Regions from separate parts of the Mus musculus genome. Here region 2 is linked to region 1. A link is a contact called in public Hi-C data. All regions are on one chromosome and are shown on one strand. Each heading gives the region's core, a stretch centred on a gene start, on an enhancer-like site or on the middle of the called end of the contact. The rest is flanking DNA. Distances are from core to core; before and after follow the strand shown. Region 1 has its middle 72 kb from the start of Gm33404. Region 2 has its middle 61 kb from the start of Gm46170.

Evidence for each region. A called contact is a pair of places that touch in the nucleus more often than the background predicts.
Region 2: a contact with region 1 is called in a Hi-C map of the N1E-115 cell line, with 9 times the contacts expected there. The contact joins two enhancer-like sites. A contact is called at or near these places in 5 of 39 promoter capture datasets (the 3T3-L1 cell line, the C10 cell line, the HPC-7 cell line and 2 more), 6 of 15 datasets of contacts at CTCF or cohesin (the NIH/3T3 cell line, hippocampal excitatory neurons, large pre-B cells and 2 more), 181 of 484 Hi-C or Micro-C datasets (the 3T3-L1 cell line, 3T3-L1-derived adipocytes, the 63-12 cell line and 91 more), 22 of 115 datasets of contacts at active chromatin or transcription factors (the HPC-7 cell line, the NIH/3T3 cell line, PVALB interneurons and 17 more) and 2 of 9 other capture datasets (adipose tissue and liver).

Annotation. Positions count from the first base shown.
Region 1 is chr1:166,780,453-166,786,392 of GRCm38.p6, reverse strand. No RefSeq gene overlaps it. Among named protein-coding and RNA genes, the nearest start is that of Gm33404, 72 kb to the left of the region's middle. Within about 2 kb of position 2,807, at least 3 of the 459 cell types and tissues checked have an H3K27ac peak or open chromatin away from gene starts, as enhancers often do. A contact at or near this core is called in the N1E-115 cell line, where this site is marked.
Region 2 is chr1:167,203,030-167,208,969 of GRCm38.p6, reverse strand. No RefSeq gene overlaps it. Among named protein-coding and RNA genes, the nearest start is that of Gm46170, 61 kb to the left of the region's middle. Within about 2 kb of position 3,484, at least 11 of the 459 cell types and tissues checked have an H3K27ac peak or open chromatin away from gene starts, as enhancers often do. A contact at or near this core is called in the N1E-115 cell line, where this site is marked.

The DNA of each region.
Region 1 (5,940 bases), core at 1,558-4,057:
TTTTCTGAACTGGATGCTAGTCACTAGGGAAGTAAGAACAATCAAAGGAGAGCTTACGAAAGTAGAAGGCTGTTAAGCAAGTGAAGGAACAGCCTGGAGACTGGGAGACCATCTTTGCCCGCTGTACTTCTGGCAAATAATTAGTGTTTAGAATATAAAAGAACTTTAAAAACTAAATGTCAAGGAAACAAACAACTTCACTAAAAATGGACCATGGAACCGAATGGAGAGTTCTTAAACAAATGACCAAAAGTACTTTAAAAGAGTTTAAAATATATAGCCATTGGGTAATTGCAAAATAAAATTACTTTGATGTTTCATCTTACTCAAGTAAGAATGGCTAATAACAAAAAAGTGAATGCTAGCAGGCATGTGTAGGAAAGGCCCACTCATGCTCATACTCACTCCTGGGGGAGTACAGACTGCTGCAGCCACTGTGGAAATCAATAAGGAAATTCCTCGAACAGCTTACAACAGAGCCGCCAAACAATTCCTGAGAACATACTCAGAAAATCCTATGCTCTACCAAACAGGGACCTGTACTTGTGTGTTCATGTGGCTATTCACATGCTAGTCACATGCTAGTTACAATAGCAAAGAAATGGAGCCCAAGTGTCCATCAGTGGATCAATGGATAATGAAAATGTGGTACATAGCCACAATGGAACTTTGTTCAGTGGTAAAGAAGGATACAGTTGTGAAATTTGCAGGAAAATGGATGGATCTGAAAAGTATTAGACTGAGTGAAGTAATTTAGACGTAGATATAAGAATGCCATATGTTCTTCTTATTTGCATGCCCTTAATATGAAGCTTTAGAGTAGTGTATTTAATTATAAGCAGTGCTAAATGCCAGGAAAAGGGCTCTTAGAGGGTGATGGGGGAGGGGAGAAGCCTGAATGGATGCGGAACAGTAGAGGATACTGGCAGGAAAGTGAAAGAACTTCCTGAGAAGAAGAGTTTCAGTGGAAGAGGAAGGAGAAAAGGGATAGGGTGAAATGACTGAACTACATTCTATAAATGAATAAAACCATCAAACGTGTATTAAAACATCTTCAGGCCTGCTGTCACTGATGGTGGTTGTGTGGGCATCCAACTCGACCTCACTCTGCCTTTGTGCCAGCTTTCTTTCAGATAGTCTCAGAGACAAAATAAATATCCTCTCTGATTGGATATTTAATTGATATCCAATCTAAAGATGAGAATATTTCAGTCTTCATAGGTACTAACAGTTCATCTATTAATTTCCTTGGGGGATTTCTCAGTTTGGAGGTAGCCTACAAGCTGATGTCAATGGTGTCCACAATCTCCTTCTACAGTTCTCCAGGTTTTAAACTGACTAAATGCAGGTGCTCAATGGTTGGCATTTACAAGTTAAGGTTGGCTCTGTTATCATTAGACTAGATATCTGCCATCACTGGAGACCGTGTTTGCAATGTACCCTTTCTGTCTAGTCTTGAGATCTGGTTATCAGTTCATTGAGCAGCAGGAAAGCTCCTAGTTACAACTGAGTTGCTATCCTCAGTTTAGACAATCACTGGCCACCAATTTAGTCCACAGGAGTTGTGTGTGGGGTAGGGTGGGGGTGGGGTTTGTGAGTCAGATGATTGAGTCTTGAGGGGTGACCTGGTTGCCAAAACAGCAGGCACATTAGTAGAACTTCTTTTCTGAGCATTGCTAGAATGGCCTTATGACTCAGGTGACAAGAGAAGCCTGACCTTGTTGCTGAACTACAGTCTGAAGCTTTGCTTTGCCAGCCTTCAACGGAGTTCAGAGCCACAGCAGGATGCCTGCGAGTGAGGCTATGCACAGGCATTCTGAGAAAGTTGCTCCCTTTTTATTACAGATTCTGTTTGTACCTTCTAAGGGCAGCAACCTGGAGGCTCTGTCCATCCTCTCTCCCTCTCTCTCTTTTTTCCTAGAAAACTATGAAATGAAAATTGTGGCTCTCACTATAAATGTGACTAGTAACATGCATATACATTATACATGCGTGTGAGCACACACACACTCTCACACACATATATACATATATAATTTTTTAGTCTTTGGAGTTAGCATTGTTAAAAATGCTTTACATATGTGTAAATTTACTCAGTCCTGAGCAACCACTCCAGAGGGTAGATGCTATTTTACTCCTATAGAAGTATTATAGATGCTATTTACTCTATAGAAGATAAGGAAATGAAGCTTTTGATCAGATTTTTACAGCAGGCAAGCAGAGAACCTAGGGTTCGAATGCAAGCCATCCAACCCCACCACATTACCCAGATCTAGCAGGTCTTGTGTTTTGGCATTGTGTTATACTCCTGTCTCAGAAGTAGTTGGCTTTTTTTCTAGCGTTAACATGTCTACAAGGAGTCTACTTGGCCTGAACATCTTAAGAAAATCCTGGTATGCATAGACTGGAACTTAGAGATAAGAAGAGAGACATCTCCCTCACTTTATAAGCATAAGGTTCCTTAGAATAGAATCTTTCCTTGCAAGTGCCCTAAAAATATGGTTTGATTTTCCATAATTAATGTACCTGTGGCTTTTTAAAGAAAGTATATTGTATCAGTTACTTTCCTTATTGCTGCTACAAAATACTCAACAAGAGTAAGTTCAACATGGAAAGGTTTGTTTTGAGCCACAGTTTATAACAACAGTCCATTATGGAAGGCGTCATGGCAGAAGGAATGACTGGCCACGTTGTGTCTACAGTCAGGAAGCAGAGGGAGATGAATGATGTCTCTCACCCACCTTTCTTCTTTTTATATAGTCTAGGATCTTGGCTCACTTGGCTGAGCCCATCGTAGCATCCATATTTAGAGTAGGTCTTCACACCTTAATTAAACCAATCTACAAACTTCCTCATACATGGGCTCCAAGGTTTGTCTTCAAGGGGACTCTCAATCTTGTCAACCAATACTAACCATCATAGGTATGGTATGTTCTCTGTCTTCAAAGAATGAGGAAACTTTGGAGTGATGTCTGAAAACAGGTTGCTGTATGATCCAGAAAGGGAATTAAATTAAAAATAACCCAAGCTTCATTAGTACTGAATATATTTAAGGATTTTCCAACAATAAAGGAAGAAAGGAGGAAACCTTAAATGTATGTGCTGGGTTTTTTTGTTTGTTTTGTTTTGTGTTTTGTTTATTTGTTCATTCCACAAAAACAATCCCAGAATCTTATGTTGTTTGGTTCTTTAAAAACCCAGTTGTTTTTCTAATATTCCATGTCAGTATGACTGGAATTTTGTGAGGTTAATTACACAGGTCATTGACCCTCCCCCTCCAGGTTTCCTTCAGTTCTTTCCCCATAGCTTAGGAACAGGACTTAGAGACATAAGCCCTAAGAGATCAGAAATCTGAGAGACATGTTTGTCAATTGTGGTTTTGGAACCCTGGCATACAGAAGCTATTTGCTGATGGGGACATATTTAATCAAAATTCCATAATATGAACAAAATTAGGATGAAATAGAAATGCTAATACATTGTTAAGATGAGGCTCTGGAGTTACAGTGAGATATGGGGCCAGATTCAAGGGAGTATTGGAGAATTTCTTAGTAAGCCATGTTAAGCATCATGGTTGCTTGCATGGGGAGCACTGTTTCCTTCTGAGAAGAAACCTGGAAATGGAGCTCTCCCTGTAGGATTGACCTGTGGTGAAGGCAGACTCAGGCACGCTGGACTCTTAGATTTGAGCTTGCCCTGCCTCTTACTAGCTTTGCAGTCATCAACAAATTTCCTATCTACTCCTAGGTTCTTATTTATAAACTAGAGGATTTAATAAGCTCATATCCATAAAATGGTCACATTGCATGTAGAACTTCAAAACACTATACAAATAGGTAGCCGTTAGTATAGTCATCAAAATAAAATCAGTGAGCCTGCCATTGAAAACCTCTAACACTAGCAACAACCTTCACCTGTTCCATGTTTTGGAATCATCCCTCTGATATCAAAAGTGCTGATGGTTCTGTTCCAGCCCATCTCTAAGAGTTGGGACTTTTTGATGGTGCTTCTCTTTCTTGAGGCTTCAAGGTGAAGACAAATTCTTCCTGGATAGACTCAGTTGCTCAGGACTTTGGCACCCTCTAGTGCATGATGGGTGTTGATGCTTTGCAGCTCCCATCCTACCAGTCACTGCTTCTGGAAAACCCTACCACTCTGATATATTAAGCCTCTTTAAATCAGTTGTCAGGGCTCCATGCATGTTGAACACCCCGGACTTGGCCAGTAGCAGGAATAGCAGATAACCATGGCTGTGGCTGATATGTGAAGGGAAACACCCCAGTCAAGTATCGGTATGTGACAGGTATGCCGACTGTCAGATCTCTAGGAAAATGATGCAATAAAACAAATTCATACAGAGTTCAGACAAGGAAGCACATGCATTTAACACAGGAGGCATGAGTGAAGAGCACCTTGGCTCCTTAGTCTATGTCATTGAAGATCAGATGCTAAAATGTACCGTTTACCATCAATTCCAAGATGCAGGATCTTTAATCATTTTCCATCCTTCTGGAATTGAATCCTTCTTACACATGACATTACGCTTTGTAATTTGATTTGGGGTAATTTTAAATTTCTTGAGTGATATATAATAATATTTAAATTCATATTATAATTGCTGACATATTGATAATTATAGTGATGACGTCTGACAGTATAAATCATTTTTTTGCCCAAATTCTTTAGGCCAGCCAGTTTGTTTCCAAATGCTGTGAGTTTTATTTTCTAGGCAAAGGCCAGGGGTGGCAGTAGGTATCTTTATCTCCAATGCTGAGGAGACAAGGAAGAAAAGATAGGCAAATCCCTAGAGCTCATTGGATGGCCAGTCTACCAAACTGGTAAGCCCCCAGTTCAATGAGAACTCTGTCTCAAAGACAAAATGAAGAGGAGTGCCAGTGTGTGTGTGTGTGTGTGTGTGTGTGTGTGTGTGTGTGTGTGTGTGTGTGTGTGTGTTTGTGTAACTCAGTGGGTAAAGGCATTTGCCACCCAGACTCATCATCTGAGTTTGATCTCCAAGACTCACATTGTGGGAGAACTGACTCTTACCAGTTGTCCTCTGACCCCCTCCCACAATAAACAGATAAACAAACAAACAAACAAACAGGAAAATGAAATAATCTGGAGAATTGATAGAGGAAGACACTTGATATCTGCTTCTGTCCCCCTGCATTTCCACACACAGACACTTAATGTCTGCCTCTGTCCTCAAATAGTTGCACAAAGACACTTGATGTCTGGTTCTATCCCCTACATAGCTGCACAAAGACAATTGATGTCTGACTCTGTCCTCACATAGCTGCACATAGACACTTGTCTGCCTCTGTCTCCCACATAGCCCCACATAGACAAAAGCACCTGCTATACTTGTGCACCCCCCATTACACATTTTAAGTGATAAATGAATTACTACAAATTAATAAGGAATAAAAGAGTCAACCCAGTGGTCTATTTATTAGAAAAATAAACAAACTCTTGACTAGACCGTGGCCATGGGAATGGCTGAGATGGAAGAAGCCAACGAGTAGAGTGCAGAGTAACTGTGGTTCTCTATGATGTAAAAGTTGTATAGTCATTTTGGAAATCCAATGGCCTCTCCTTAAGCTTTGTGCCTTCACAAAGACTCAACAGTGTCATCTTCATCAGACATATGCCAGAAGAAGTACATGTTCCTTCAAAAATACTTAAGAATAGTCACAGAGGTACCATGAAGAAGAGACAAAAAATTACAATTGGCCTAATGTCTACCATTATATGAATGAATACGTGCACTCTTATAGTCACACAACAAACCCAGCAATGGAAATAAATAATCAACAACTACATGAAACAAAGAAGATCACAAGCTCGACAATTGAAGAAGTCAGACACAGAATGGCATAGAAATTAATTTATGAGAGGCACATTATCTAGCAAAATTAATCTATGTCATTAAAACTGAGA
Region 2 (5,940 bases), core at 2,235-4,734, 420 kb before region 1:
AGCCACAGGCAGGGGGCCCTGCAAGGCAGCAGCCCTTGCCACTGGGATAGAAAAACAGTAAGGAACAGCCTTGGTGGGAAAGCTCAAGTATGAATGTAAGAAAAAAATACCCACTCAGGGGACCAAAAACCTCCTCTGGTTTGAATAAAGACCTGGCTTCTCCCTCAAGCATGGCTCCTTCTCTCCGTGGTGGTGGTGGTGCTGTGAAGCCGGTGGTTAAAATGCAAACTGGACCCAGGAGGGCTGACATTTAAGATACCGACCGGGTTGTGAGGCTGAATATGTTTGAGTCGTCCAGCTTAGCTACCGTGGCTTCCCCTATTCCCAGGCAGGAGGGAGGAAAGGCCACCGAGGGCCAGCTGCCCCAGAGCTCAGCAGGCTGGGCTGATCTTCCCAGCTTGCAAGGAACGTGTGAGCCATTTTCATTCTACCCAAGCCAAGCTGGCTCAACGGCTGCGCCTTTCTGTGATCGCTGGACGCTGAAGGGTGTTAGGAAGGAAGTGAGAGGGCGTGTATGTTGGAGACAGGTTTCAGGAGATGTCTCAGTTCTCCGAGCTCCTCAAGCCCATATGTTGTCAGGAGGCCAGGCACATTGTGGCTAACAGTTGGCTTCTTCTGGATGGATGCAGTATTGTCCCTCTTCCCAAGAAAGGCAACAGGGCATGTGAGTTTAGAATCGGGGATGTCTTAGTCAGTGTTCTATTGCTGTGAAGAGATACCATGATCACGACAACTCTTATAAAGATAAAAGATTTCATTGGGGGCTGGCTTATATATATTCAGAGGTTTAGTCCATTATCATCATGGCAGGAAGCATGGCAGCGTGCAAGCAGACATGGTGCTGAAGAGGTAGCTGAGAGTTCTACATCAGGATCAGCAGGCAACAGGAAGAAAATGAGCCACTGAGCCTGTCTTGAGCTTCTGAAACCTCAAAGCCCCCCCCCCCCCCCCAGCCGTGACACACTTCCTCCAACAGGCCACACCTCCAATAATGCCACTCCCTATGAGTCTCTGGGGGCCGTTTATATTCAAACTATCACATCTTGGCTAGGCTTTGGCTAAGTTATGTGACTCAAGAAAGTTCCTTAAAATCCATTAGCCACCACTGTGGTCACCACACCATGGTGAGGTGAGGCCTGGGAACCACTAGTATGAGGTGATGGAGAGAAGGGAGAGAAAAAGAAGCTGAATGGAGTGTGAACAATGAAGAGAGGTAGAACTGGAGACTCCAGGGTAGTGAGGAACAGCCTGATGTGTGTGGCCCTTGCTGCTACCTGAGACCATGGTGAGGTCCTGGCCCACGCTGCCTCTGAGGACCGTGGCCCCGAGGACTGTATGAGAGTGAGAGCTGTTTCCACCCCTTGCTGGCTTCAGCACTTAGGGGAGAGTGGGCCCTTAACCATGACAGGAAGCATAGTAGAGCTGGCCCTGGTGGCAGGGAATGGAGGTGAACCAGGCGGAGGGTGTGAGCCTGGGAGGGTTGGCCCCAGCCCCGGAGGGCCATGCAGTGGTGTGGGCAAGGAAGATGCCTCACCCCTTGCCAACTGCAGCATTCAAGGAGAGTGGGCCTCACCCCTCTCTGGGACAGTGCTGGAGGACTAGCCTTGATGGCACAGGAGTGGGAGAACTGGTGGGCTGACCAACTCAGTTACTATCAGGCCCAGATCCAGGGCTTTGAGCTGGTCCACCCCAGCATCTACCCAATCTGTGATCTCCTGGAGCTCGGGAAGGGTGAACTGCAGGACCAAAGTAAAGGAACTTTGTGACACAGGGCAGCAGCAGGATATCCTAGAGGAATTCTGGTGAGAATCCGGTATTGATAGTGTAGTGGAAGCCAGAGGCCTCCAACCGGACCAATGACTCATTGCAGTGAACATTTGCAAGTGAAGCTCTGTGGGCCAAGTGGGTATACTGTGTGACACACAGTGACACACTGTAGCTTCCACGGTACGATTTTTTTTAAAAAAAAGATTTATTTATTTATTTATTTATTTATTTTATGTATATGAGTACACTGTAGCTGTACAGATGGTTGTGAGCCTTCATGTGGCCTTTAGGACCTCTGCTCGCTCTGGTTGACCCCGCTCGTTTAGTCCCTGCTTGCGCCAGCCCAAAGATTTATTTTATTATTATACAGAAGTACACTGTAGCTGTCTTCAGACATGCCAGGAGAGGGCTTCAGGTCTCATTGCGGGTGGTTGTGAGCCACCATGTGGTTGCTGGGAATTGAACTCAGGTCCTTCAGAAGAGCAGTCAGTACTCTTACCCTCTGAGCCATCTCGCTAGCCCGGGATTTTTTTTTTTTTCATTTTTTTAATTAAATTTTTTTATCTTTTTTTTTTTTGGTTTTTCGAGACAGGCTTTCTCTGTGTAGCTCTGGCTGTCCTGGAGCTCACTTTGTAGACCAGGCTGGCCTCGAACTCAGAAATCTGCCTGCCTCTGCCTCCCGAGTGCTGGAATTAAAGGTGTGCGCCACCACGCCCCGCTAATTTTTTATCTTTTGTAAGGGTGGGGGATGAATATGAAAGGCCAGGGGACCAGTGGGATTGGGATGCATGATATGAAATTCACAAAGATTGATAACAACTTCAAATTGAATTGATTAGCCATACATTTTTCAATTGCAAGCACTTGCTCAAATAATATTTACCTCTTAGTGTTGTGGTCTCAGAGAAGTAAATGCCACTTCCACATCTTATCTTCGACATCCATACTTGATTCAGGGCCTGGTGAATTTCCACCTCTACCGTGTCCTTAGGCAACAACGTCCAGATAATCAGTAGGAAACATGCAAACATGTCTTTTGAGCTTAGCGTTTCAGTGCAGGGAGAATCAGAGCAAGTCTGTACTCACTCGCCCTAGATCTAGAGAGGTCTCACAGTGGTTAGATATGGACATCAGGGAGTGGGGGCCAGACAGAAAGGGGCAGAGGCTGGGTGAGTGCTGATAAACACGGACCACCGGGCACTGTTTTGAGAGCACTGGGGAGAGGAAGGCTGGCCAGCCAGGCCAGGCAGATCTGCCAAGGAGGAGGCATGCTACAGGATTGAAGTCTTCTAAGGGCAGCATTGGCTCTTTGTAGCCAGCTTATTGACGCAGTGGGCCTGGGGAGACTCTGGCCAGTTACTGTGTTGACCAACCAGGACTTTTTCAGCCCTCTTCTAGATAAAGCAGAGATGCTTTCTTGGTCCTTAACATCCTGGGGTAGGGATTGGTAGATGCCTACAGTGCTGATTCAGAACTCAGAATTGTGCTGACTGTGTCCTCAGCATAGTGTCTGGTACAAAGAGACTCCATTCCCCAATGTCTCCCCCTCCAGACATTCTCATTTGACTGGTGGTGCCCAGATTCTCTGCACAGCAGGACCTGGCTTCTGAGTCCAGCAAGCCTTACCTCCTGCCTTGGTCAGTCACCCTGGGTAACTGCATAACCACTGTGCTGCTCAAAGTTACAGAATACTCATGATGAAACTCTTAATAGTTAAAGCTCGGAGAGCTGTAACCTTATACCTTATCGAGCTGAAAATAATTCGTCCTGGAGAAGATCTTTCTGGGCTCTGTTTTTTTGTTTTTTTTTTTTCTGATGCAGCTGCCTCGCCTGTTGGAGCTTGTCTTTGTGAAGGTAGCAGAAGCTGTGTTTGACAGATTTCTTAGGGAGATATGCCTCATTAGTTTTGCTTGAGTAAACAGTGTAAAAATGTTGAGTGTCCAGGAAAAGTGAACGGGGCGGGGATTTTAGTGTTACGCTGTTGTAGCGTGACTGTTTAAAATGGCATGAGCACAGAGTAGGGCTTCAGTAGCATACACCACTGCTTAAATGAACCCTCCATATGGACCTGTGGGATCATTTGGATCATTTTAACCTATAGACTAATGATTGAGACTCTGGATGACTGTTTGATGTGCACAAGGTCACACAAAGGTAAAGGGTATAGCTTTCTAAAAATTATTATTATTTTATTTTTTATAAGTATGAGTGTTTTGCCTATTTGTATGTATGTGCATCACATGTGTGCCTGATACCTGAACAGGTCAGAAGAAGGCATCAGATTCTTGGTACTGGAGTTATAGATAGTTGTGAACTACCATGTGGGTGCCGGGAACTGAATCTCAGTTCTTTGCAAGAACAAGTACTCTTAGCTACTGAGCCATCTCTCCAGACCCACTAGGACAACTTTTAAAAAATTTTTAATTTTTTAAAAAAGATTTATTTTTTTACTTTGATTTGTGGTATGCACATGTTTGCTGGTTCCCAAGCAGGCCAGAAAAGGGCATTAGATTTCCTGGAGCTGGAGTTCCAGGCAATAGTGAGTCATTTGACATGGGGGCTGGAAACCCAACTCCAGTCCTCTGCCAAGCCAGCTCTCAGCTCCAGTATAAACAAAAATCATTTGTTACATCCTCCTCCTCCTCTTCCTCCTCCTCCTCCTCCTCCTCTTCATATCCTGTGTGCATGCGTGTGTGTGTGTTCATGTGTACCACAGCACTCATGTGGAGGACAGGGGATGACTTTGTAGAGTCAGGCCCTCTCCTTTTACTCTTACATGGGATCAGGGAATTCAACCAGGTTTTCAGGTGTATGCAGGAAGTGCGTTTACCCTCTGAGCCACCTTGCTGGCTCAGCGAGGGTAGTTTTTCTGTGCTGTTTCTTAGGAGAAGAACAGAGGGATTGAGGTGATCAGTCATACTGTATACCATCATGATACTCTGTACCATCTCATGATACTGTGTACCATCTCATGATACTGTGCACCATCACATGATACTGTACACCATCTCATGATACTGTGTACCATCTCATGATACTCTGTACCATCACATGATACTCTGTACCATCTCATGATACTCTGTACCATCTCATGATACTCTGTACCATCTCATGATACTGTGCACCATCACATGATACTGTGTACCATCACATGATACTGTACACCATCTCATGATACTGTGTACCATCTCATGATCCTCTGTACCATCTCATGATACTCTGTACCATCTCATGATACTGTGTACCATCTCATGATCCTCTGTACCATCTCATGATACTCTGTAGCATCTCATGGCCTTCCAGAGGTGTGATGGTAGACATCTGATTTTGCCTGGTAGTTTTGACACTGAGTGGCTCTATAGGCAGCAGAATACGGAGTCGGTCATCAACCTGCAGAAGATTGTTTACACAATGTTATTTCATCAGCATCAGGGAAGGACTGCTCATTACATTTAGATGTGGGTCTATCAAGATAGAGATGAGCTCTGGGGGTAAAGTGCTTGGCTGGTGTGCAAAGGCCTTGGATTTGACCTCCAGCACCACATACACCGGGTATGGTATTATACACCTCAATCTCATTTAAGAACAGTGGCTCTTAATCTTCCCGATGCTGCGACCCTTTAATACAGTTCTTCATATGGTGACCTCCAACCATAAAATTATTTTTTTTCTTTTTCTTTCCATTTTTTATTAGGTATTTAGCTCATTTACATTTCCAATGCTATACCAAAAGTCCCCCATACCCACCCACCCCCACTCCCCTACCCGCCCACTCCCCCTTTTTGGCCCTGGCGTTCCCCTGTTCTGGGGCATATAAAGTTTGTGTATCCAATGGGCCTCTCTTTCCAGTGATGGCCGACTAGGCCATCTTTTGATACATATGCAGCTAGAGTCAAGAGCTCCGGGGTACTGGTTAGTTCATAATGTTGATCCACCTATAGGGTTGCAGATCCCTTTAGCTCCTTGGGTACTTTCTCTAGCTCCTCCATTGGGAGCCCTGTGATCCATCCATTAGCTGACTGTGGGCATCCACTTCTGTGTTTGCTAGGCCCCGGCATAGTCTCACAAGAGACAGCTACATCTGGGTCCTTTCGATAAAATCTTGCTAGTGTATGCAATGGTGTCAGCGTTTGGATGCTGATTATGGGGTGGATCCCTGGATAAGGCAGTCTC